Linked DNA regions of Callithrix jacchus: region 2 is linked to region 1. Evidence: chromatin contacts called from public Hi-C data. All regions are on one chromosome and are shown on one strand. Each heading gives the region's core, a stretch centred on a gene start, on an enhancer-like site or on the middle of the called end of the contact. The rest is flanking DNA. Distances are from core to core; before and after follow the strand shown. Region 1 has its middle 19 kb from the start of SCMH1. Region 2 has its middle 62 kb from the start of FOXO6.

The links. Hi-C and Micro-C count contacts between places; a contact is called where the count stands out from the background.
Region 2: a Hi-C map of skeletal muscle shows a contact between it and region 1, with 7 times the contacts expected there. The contact joins two enhancer-like sites. A contact is called at or near these places in 3 of 3 Hi-C or Micro-C datasets (induced pluripotent stem cells and skeletal muscle).

What each region holds. Positions count from the first base shown.
Region 1 is chr7:77,813,446-77,818,279 of calJac240_pri, forward strand. No RefSeq gene overlaps it. Among named protein-coding and RNA genes, the nearest start is that of SCMH1, 19 kb to the left of the region's middle. Within about 2 kb of position 2,501, at least 1 of the 16 cell types and tissues checked has an H3K27ac peak or open chromatin away from gene starts, as enhancers often do. A contact at or near this core is called in skeletal muscle, where this site is marked.
Region 2 is chr7:77,976,637-77,981,470 of calJac240_pri, forward strand. No RefSeq gene overlaps it. Among named protein-coding and RNA genes, the nearest start is that of FOXO6, 62 kb to the left of the region's middle. Within about 2 kb of position 2,000, at least 3 of the 16 cell types and tissues checked have an H3K27ac peak or open chromatin away from gene starts, as enhancers often do. A contact at or near this core is called in skeletal muscle, where this site is marked.

The DNA of each region.
Region 1 (4,834 bases), core at 1,251-3,750:
TTATTATCCCGCAAGTCTGTATCTACCAGCCTCATAAAGAAATTCCTTCGTGAGGTTCCTCTCAGTTCTGTAGCAGACAGACTCTTGGGGAGGTTGCCGACTATCCCACCTGCTGTCTGGTGTCATGGCTTTCTGTAATTCATTCCATTGAGTTGGGGGGAGGGGTGCTGTAACTTGCTTCTCTCTGGTAAAAGCAGCAAAGGTGATGAGATGGGTGGTATAGATGGTGCCATGTCAGCAATGACATGGGTATGTTACATGAAAGTGTGGCACTTGTCTTGCTGAGTCTCTCTTTGCCTCCCCGTTGGTTTTGAAGAAGCAAGCTGCCATATCAAATTAAGGGGCATTCCTGGTGGAGACTGCCGATGTTGGGAGGCCAACATGGCAAGGAATTGAAGGATCTCTGCTTAGACCAATGGGCCAGTTTCATTCATAAGCAGAGTAGTAGGTCACCCATCACTGTGCAATTTGAGGGAAGGTCCTTCAGGCAAAAAATTATATGTGTACACACACACACACACACGTATATATATTCTTCCACTGGTCTGTCATGGAGTCTGAACTTCCACCATTTAAATCTTTGTCAATGCTCCATAGCAAAAGACCACCAGCAACACACCTGCAGTCAAAGTTGGGATTAGTACATGCTGCACAAAGGACATGACACACCTTGGTAACCAGGGGGCAGCTCAGAAAGAGAGTATCAGGAGAGTTTTGCTCTGGGCTAGGTGCTGTCAGAGAGCAGTGGCAATTCAGTAATTAGGCATTTTCATTATTTTTATCTAAGAGAGGGAAGAATGGAATGTGGCTAAGGCTGTCATTGGTAAAGAAATCACCACACTCGATGGGTGCAGCAAACTGCCATGGCACGTGTGTACCTGTGTAACAAACCTGCATGTTCTGCACATGTACCCCAGAACATAAAGTAGAATAGAGAAAAAAACAAAGAAATCACCACATTCATGACCAGAAGGGGGCTGTTTGGTAGTTTTAACAATTTCACAGTGTTCTGTATTTTCTCTGATTTTTGTTGTTGTCGTTGTTTTGTTTTGTCTTGTTTTGAGATGAAGTCTTGTTCTGTCACCCAGGCTGGAGTGCAGTGGCATGATCTCAGCTCACTGCAACCTCCACCTCTTGGGTTCAAATGATTCTCCTACCCAGCCAAATAGCTGGGATTACAGGCATCTGCCACTGCATCTGACTAATTTTTGTATTTTCGGTAGGGATCGGGTTTCACTGTGTTGGCCAGGCTGGTCTTGAACTCCTGACTTCGAGTGATTCACCTGCCTTGGCCTCCCAAAGTGCTGGGATTACAGGAGTGAGCCACGGCACCTGCCCAGGTTTTTCTCTGTATTCAGACATGGTGTGACCTTTTTTTTGGTCTTGCTGCCTGTCTCATGATTATAGAGGCTTTGTCTGGTGTTGGTGTTCTGGAAACTTGTTTATGTTCAGCAGGAGAATGCTGGAGCCTTGCTGTGAGTGACAAGCCAGGAGACTGCTGATGCTGATGGAGCTGCTGTTTCTTTCTTGTCTTATTCATTTTCAAAACCTTTACTGATGACTTTTAGCACAGTCACACATATTACTAATTTAATCCTCACAGAACTCTGTGAGGGATTGTTATCTCCATTTTTTGGATGAGGAAGCTGATTCCAGGAGATGACTTTCTAAATTCATACAGCTGGAAGAAAAAGGAAGTCTCTAGGGACTTGAATCCAGAACTGTCCAGTTCCAAGTCCAAGGCTTATTCTATTAAGCCAGTCCACAAGGAGTGAGTCCCTAAGGAGGCTATGGAAGGCCTTAAGCCCTCTTTTGTTCTCTGGAAGTGAGTGCTGTTCTCAGCCCTTCCCAAGGCCTTGACAACTGAGGGTGAGTGTGGGCCCGCTGGCTAGGCACACTGGCTACACATGGCTGGCTTTCCACTGGCACTGTGGTTTGGCATATAGCTGAGAAGGCAATCAGTACCTCGTATGGCCTATACAAGTCATTCCCCACTTTGGGCCTCAGTTTCTGCTTCCAGTGATCTAAGAGTCCCTGAACTTGGGAAATCTGTGAATAAAGATTTGTTGAATGGGTGAGTAAAATACACAAATGAATGGGAGTCTAACCAGAAGTGAGTTTTCCAGTCACTATTTTGCTGTTTTTCTCTTTTCCTCCCCTTAGTACCCAGAAGAACCACAAAGCATAAATTTCCCCTTAAGGGGAATTTTGTTGATGGCTTTAATCTATTCCCTCCCAAAAGACCAACTACAACCAAATGAAGTGAACATAACCTCAAGATTTTATTGTCTTCCTGATAAAAGACGAAGCTTAGAACTGGATCACTTGGCCCTTTCTCTTCTTACCTTCTCCCAGTTGAAAAGGCATCTCCTAATAGCCAACCACACTCTCTTAGATCTGCAGTTGGGTTCAAAACACCCAAGCCTCAGCACAATCTTCTTTGTAATTTCATCCTTTTTCCTGAAAAGTAGGGCTAGTCTGCCCTTCATAGCCACTCTGCTTCCTGTCATGACGCTGCCTCTCCTGGGCATACAGAAGACCCTTGCCCTTCTTATATTGTGTCAGTTTGTGGGGTTGATGCTTGTCCCACTTCTTATAGAAAGTCTGGTGAGTTTTTAGGAACATTCACCATGTTTGTGGGAGTGCTATCGCTACATTTGTTGTGTTTTTTTATCTTTGTCTTCTTTCCGATGTGCTGGTTCCTTGCTTTTCCCTTCCTCCCCTTGGTTCCTATCTGAGCTGCTCTCCTAGTCCTCCTTCTACTATTTCCAGGGGCCAGAAATAGTACTTCTGGCCCAGTGGCCCAGGAGTAGCTGCTGACTTAGCTGCATCTCTGGCAGCTCTGAGTCCAGCAAGCAGCTGCTTCAGCGCCGGCCACAGAGTGCTGGACATTGCCCACCACCACACCCAGTAACCTCCCCCAGAGGCTCCATCTCAGCCTGCCCAAATTGTTGAGCCAGGAGTCCCTTGGGGTCATTACCGTAGAGGGGCTGGGGCTTGTCCTACTTAGAAATGGCACAGTCCAACCCCCTCAGGTCCAAAGAGGGGACACAATTTACCCATAGTCACACAGCAATTTAGCATGAGTGGGATAAAGAGACCCAGGCTTTCTGATTGCTCAATACACTTCCCTTATCTTCTGGGATAGGTCTGCTTTTATTTGGAGTCTGTACATTGCAGTATATTTAGTATGTTGATTCCACACATTTGTTGACCAGCCTCCTGTGCTGGGTTCTGGAGACGGGAAGAATAGAATACCATCCGTGCTTTTAGGGAATTCCAATCAAGTTGGGGAGATAAATAAATAGACAATTACATTGTACGTGCTCCTAGAGCTACCCAGACAAAATGCTACAGGAGGACAGGGAGGGAGCAAGGAACTGCCAGGAATGGGGAACAGTTATGATGTCTGAGTTGGGTCTTGAAGGATAGGTAGGAGTTTACACAGCAGAGAGAGAGTGGTCATGGGTAGGAAGAGCATTGCAGTCAGGGTTATCTACTTACCTGTAGAAAGGTGTGGCACTATTGTAGAGCAACGTTAGGTGTCTCCACATCTAGCAGTGATGTGAGGAAAAAGGCCTGTTACGGAATAAGAAGGACCTAGGTTCTGGTTTCAATTCTGTCACAGAGTCACTGAAAGCCTTTAAGCAAATCACTCAGTCTAATAGTGTCTCAATTACTTCATCTCTCCAGGAGGATGCCCACAAAGCTAAATAGCTCAGAGCTGCTCTATCCAATAGAATAGCCACTAGCCACAGGGGTTATATAAATTTAAATTAACTAAGAGTAAATACATTTAAAATTCTGTTCCTCGATTGCACTAGCCATGTTTCCAGTGCTCAGAAGCTACTGGTGACTACTGGCTGCAATATTGGACAGCACAGATATTGAATACTTCCATCACCCCAGAAAGTTCTGTTGGGCTGTGCTGGCCTAGAGGCCTGTGATTCTGAGAGGAGAAGAGATTTGTCCCATCACATAGCAAGGTCTTCAGACTCCCCACTTACCTGTTTAGGAGGAGATACTAAACAACAGGATTGAGAGCATGTGCCATTCCACTGCCCATCCTCAGTTCCTGAAGTACTTGACCCAAATGAGAAGGCAGGGGTCCCTTGTCCCTTTGTCAGTGCACATTATACTCTGATTTTGCTGTGTGCAATGTTATCACAGTGCCTGGCCCATAATAGCAGCCTTCGTAAATAGCCAGTCCAATTCTCAGTTTTGCGAGTGAGAAGACTGAGGCTCAGAGTGGCCTGTTTTAGGACCTAAGTCTTAGAGATTTTCAGCCGATCTTGAATGATGGAATTTGGAGAACATAATGGTCTTTGGGCCTCATTTTGTCTTAAGCATTTCAGGTTTTATTTATGTTGCAATCCAGATGATCCTATGTGGAATCAGACATATGACCTTATCTGTGTAAATGATTGCCTTATCTGTGGCTAGATGCATGACTGTGTCCTGGAGCTTGCAGGAATGGCCAACCTTGTAATGGCCAACCTTGTAATGCACAAAACTTATGTAATATGAAACAAAAAGAATTAGGTAGCAAGTAGATTTTTTTTGAGACAGTCTCACTCTGTCACCCAGACTGGAGTGCAGTGGCACAATCTCAGCTCAATGCAACCTCTGCCTCCTGGATTCAAGCGATTCTCATGCCCCAGCCTCCTGAGTAGCTGGGACCACAGGGGCATGCTACTGCGCCCAGCTAATTTTTGTATTTTTAGTGGAGATGGGGTTTCACTATATTAGTCAGGCTGATCTTGAACTTCTGAACTCAAGTGATCTGTCCTCCTCAGCCTCCCAAAGTGCTGGGATTACAGGCATGAGCCACCAT
Region 2 (4,834 bases), core at 750-3,249, 160 kb after region 1:
CCTGGGAGGCATCGTAGGTGCTGGTGCCCCAGCCTCCGTTGAGTCACACCACGGATGCTTAGAGAATGTGCAGGGAAGCCAGTTGGAACAGGGAGGCCAAAATTCACCCATGACCTGGGGCTGGCTTTGCCTTCTCTTGGGCCTCAGTTTCCCCATCTGTGAAATGGGTCTAATGGCTTTGGTAGGAAGGTTGGTGTTCTCTAGGCTGTTGTGGATAGGCTGTGATAGAAATGGACAGAATGTCAGGCTGAGGTGGTGTGGGGCATCTTCTGGAGAAAGGGCTGCACTGGTGGATGTCCTTCTGGAAGGCGAAGGCTTGTCTTTGCCCTCTCGGCAGGCTCTAGCTGGCATTGCCCTCCTCCCTCAGGAGTGGTTTTCCCGGGGTGAGTTGGGAGGCCTTGATGCACTTGGCTGCATCATAGTGCCCTCTGGTGGCAAACAGAAGAAACTGCTGCCACATTTTGCTCCGCCCTCTTGTCCTGGGCGGATGTGGACTCCAGGACCTTGCTGAGTGACTGTGCCCTTCGAATGCCAGTAGGAGCTGCACGCTACTGAGCACAAGGTGAGTGCCAGGCTTCCATGCACCGCAGGTACTTCTATGCACTCTCTTATTTCGCCATCACCTGCCCCACCATTACCTCCATCTGTCAGACGGGAAAGTTGAGACCCAGGGTTTTAACCCAGGCAGTCGGCTCCACAGCCAGCGCTCTTGACACCACACTTGGAATTCTGCCTCTAAAAGGCCTCCAGCAGATGCTACAATCCCGCCATCAGTGATGAGCCATTCTTTGGGGCTACTTATTTGTCTAAATATTTATTTACAACTGCTATTATCAGAGCCAAAGGAGCTCACAGAATCCACTTAGCCTGATTGTGTCATTTTACACATGGGGAAACTGAGGCCCAGAGAAGGTGAGTGACTGGCCCATGGTCACACGTGTGAGTATGAGGGTGTATGGTAGGGCTAATGGGTGGCAGTGCAATTGTCAAACCCAGCATGGTGAGGCAGTGAGATGGGCACAGGAGACAAAACACTACCGGTGCCGTGCTCTGGGGTGAGGGAGGCCACAGTGGGTAGGAGCTGGGGGCCACCCAATCCTAAGTGGGAAGGCCGCTGGAGGAAATGCACCGGGCAAGGGTGGGCGTGAGCTTGGATATGGGTGTGGCTGGGGTCAGTGGGTGTGTCTGAGCTGTGTGCAGGTCAGGGCTGAGGGAGGAAGGGGAAGGGAAGTGTCTAGGAGCCAGTGGGAGCTACTGGAGGGGGCCGCAGGCTTCCCAGCACCTGCCTGGTGCCAGACAATGTAAGGAACAGGACAGCCTGTCTTCAGAGAGCCTGCATTCCAGGTGCTGAACGCACAGATCACTCCAGAAACAGGCCTCTCACATCCATCCATGGTGACGGACTCAGAACAGTGCAGGAGGCAAGGCAGGGAGACTTGATGGGAGCTCTGTGGGGTGAGGGAAAAGGTCTAGAGCTTAGCCCGGGGGAAGTGACACAGAGGGTTCACAGGTAGAAACACATCGAGCTGTCCAGGCGGGATGGCTCACGCCTGTAATCCCAGCACTTTGGGAGGCTGAGGTGGGCAGATCATGAAGTTGGGAGTTTGAGACCAGCGTGACCAACATGGAGAAACCCCGTCTCTACTAAAAATACAAAAAGTAGCCAGGCGTGGGGGCACATGACTGTAATCCCAGCTACTTGGGAGGCTGAGGCAGGAGAATTGCTTGAACCAGGGAGGCAGAGGCTGCAGTGAGCCGAGATCGAGCCACTGCACTCCAGCCTGGGTGACAGGGCAAGACCCCACCTTAAAAAAAATACATCGAGCTGTTCACTTCAAAATAGTGCCCTTTACTCTATGCAAGTATGCAAGTCTGACCTCAACTGAAAAAGCAGAAAACAAAAAAACTAGCCTTAAGCCTTGGGTAGGAGGGAAAGTGGGAATGGCCAGTAGTTGTGGCCTGGGTGGAGAGGACCTGGACAGAGAGGTGGTGGCAGAGAATTCTATGGAAAGTTTGCTGGTGGGAGTGAAAGCTAGAACCCAGCTCTAGGCTTCTGAGGAGACTGCAAATATCTAGGGAGGCTCAGGGATCCTGGGGCATCCTCTTTCTGGAAGAGCTTCCCCCGGCAGAAGGGGCAAGAAACCCTCTGAGGGCATGGACCTGGGATTCTTGTCAAATCTCCAGGTGCCTGGGTCCACAGTCCACTCCTCTACTGGAGATGAAAGGGATCCCTTAGATCTACATTTTCACACATTTCCAGGGCGATTCTGACACTGTCAGCTGTAAACCAGTGTTAGGAAATCACAGCCAGAGGTTCGTTCCTTCCAGCCCCGGCTTCTGTGAATCCAGATTCTGAAGTTTCCTGCTTGGAAAGTCCTTTTCCAATTCGGCCAATTCCAGGCTAGGCCAGCACTGCCACAGCTGGCTGTGGGGACGCTGAGTCCCAGGGAGGGGGGGGTGACATGCCCATGACCTCACAGCCAGCTTGCAGCCAAAGCTGTAACCAGAACCCTGCCTAGGCTGCCAGGCCAGGTTCCCAGCCCCCTGCTTGGCCAACTTTGTCATGCCCAAGGAATTCCCAGCTGTCAGAGGCCTCGGGGAGAGATGGGCGGGGACCTCAGGTGACTTTGGGAGCCTGGCAGCTGTGGGTGCGTCCCATCCACCTTGCAGGTGCCCCAGGTCTCTGGGATTGGTTGGAGGCCACCTCAGGCTGTTGGCTGCTCAGGGCTCAGGCCTACCTCCTGTCCCCATGGCCCCAAACAGAGCTCCTGGGGGCACTTGGCTACCAGGGAAGGAGGCCAGAACCCTGGTTCTGGTCCTAGCAGGGGGAGGACCTGTTGAGTCCTGTCATGTGGGAGTGCCACTCCAAACCCCTACCTGCAGCACCTCATTGGGATGCTGGTGGCACAGCTGAGCCGGCAAGGTCACTGGAGAAGACAGAGAGGGTGAGGGCATCCACTGCCAGCCCGCACTGCCCCCACTGGCTCCTGTGAACTGTCAACCTCTGCCTAAGGCAGTTCCCTGCACCTGGCTTCACCTCTGCCGGAATGTCCCCTCTGCCAATGACAAACCTCCCTTCTGTTTTCTCTCCTCTTTCCCTTCTCTACCCCTCCCTCTTCCTTTTCTTGCCCGAGATAATGGGGCCCGGTTTATCCTGAGCCCTTTGGAGCCAGGCAGACTTGGTTTGAGCCCCAGCTCCTGCTCCTCCTGCTGCTTAGCTCTGTGACCTTGGGCAAGTTGCTAAGCCTCTCTGAGTCTCAGTTTACTTATCTGCAGAATGGGGGTAATAGATCCTATCTCACGAAGGGCTTGTGAGGACCTTTAAACTGTCTAACCTTGGTTGAGCTCTTACTCAGTGCCAGGCACTGTGTGTGTTTTACAGGAGTTATCCTCCTCATCTTACAACCAGGCTTGTTCCTGGTTGCTCAGCGGTGCATGTAGAGCCTGGCTTTCTGGATCCAAGAGCTGTGTTCTTTCCTAGGCAAGGGGGGCACTGAGGGAGCAGGCAGGGCCATGGGCAGGTCTGTGACCTCACCACATAGGGAGGTGGGCAAGGCTGGGCCTGGGTCACATGCGTGGAGAGGTTACAGTCCCGGGTGTGGGAGTCAGGTATCAGTCTCTGTCTGCAGAATGAGGAAAATTGTAATCATCCCTAGGTGTGATACCTGAGACTGGATCCAACTTCCTACACTCTCCCTTGTCCAAAGCAGGGACTCCTGAGTTCTGTCAGTGGAAGGGGAGCATGACTCTGTCTTGCAGAGGCAGTCATGCATAGCAAATGTTGGTGACTTTCACATTTTTCCTGTAACCACTATCACAAGTCCTGAGATGTTTGCCGAGGGATGAAAATGACTGCACACAGAATTTTAAGTCCTCACATAAGGACGGAACTTACCCCTCCAGAGTAATCCGCAGTAGCCCCATGTCCAGATGAAGAAACTGCTGCTCAGAGTGGGGCCCAGCTTTGCCCCCATCACACAGCCCAGGGGTGAGCGAGGTCCTGCCCCCTCCCCACAGGCCTCAGACGGAAGGCCAGCCTGGCTCTCTCCCCAACAGCCGCTGCCTTCATTAGCATTCCGAGGTGCACTGTCCAAGTTGCCATTACGTGGTTGGGTAGATTCACATTTGTAGGTTCTAATTCACCCTAATTGACCCTGCAGGGAATCTTCCAAACTCCTGGGTTTTTACAGCTTCTTGGAGTTTTATTTTGGCTTTTGAAAAATAGTGCATTTATGCCAAACACACAGGGCTATAAATCCATGCTGCTCTGATTGATAAAGTGTAAAAAGGCCAGCGTGCTGAGTCGCCAGACCTTGGGTGGCCTGTGTATGTGTGCGTGCGTGCCTGTGTGTATATGTTTGTGTATATGTGTGTGTGTGTATATGTGCGTGTCATAGCAACACATAGAAGCTGGCCTTCATCAAGCATTTCTGTGTTGAGCTCCGTGCTAAGCACTTCACCGGCATTAACACAATCCCCCAAGGTCTAGCTGCTTCTAATTGTCTGATCCAGCGCCCAGCTTGGCCAGGAATAAGAAGGTCAGGGCAGAGTCAGTGAGCTCATTTTGATTGTGGCAAGTCTGAGGTTCTTGTGGGACTGAGGGGAGGGAGCCTGATAAGCTCTGAGGTTTACCTGCTATTTCACTTCCAGCAAATCTGTTACGGTCTCGTGCCTCAGTATCCCTTCTGCAAAATGGGGATAATCAATCACAGTATCTACTTCACAGGGTTGTTGTTAGGCTGTCTGCCTCTTGGTGGGGGTGGGAAGGGAAAAGCACTTCCTGTATTTAGCAACAATGTGTTGAGTGACTCAGTAAGAACAGTTTTGGTGGACT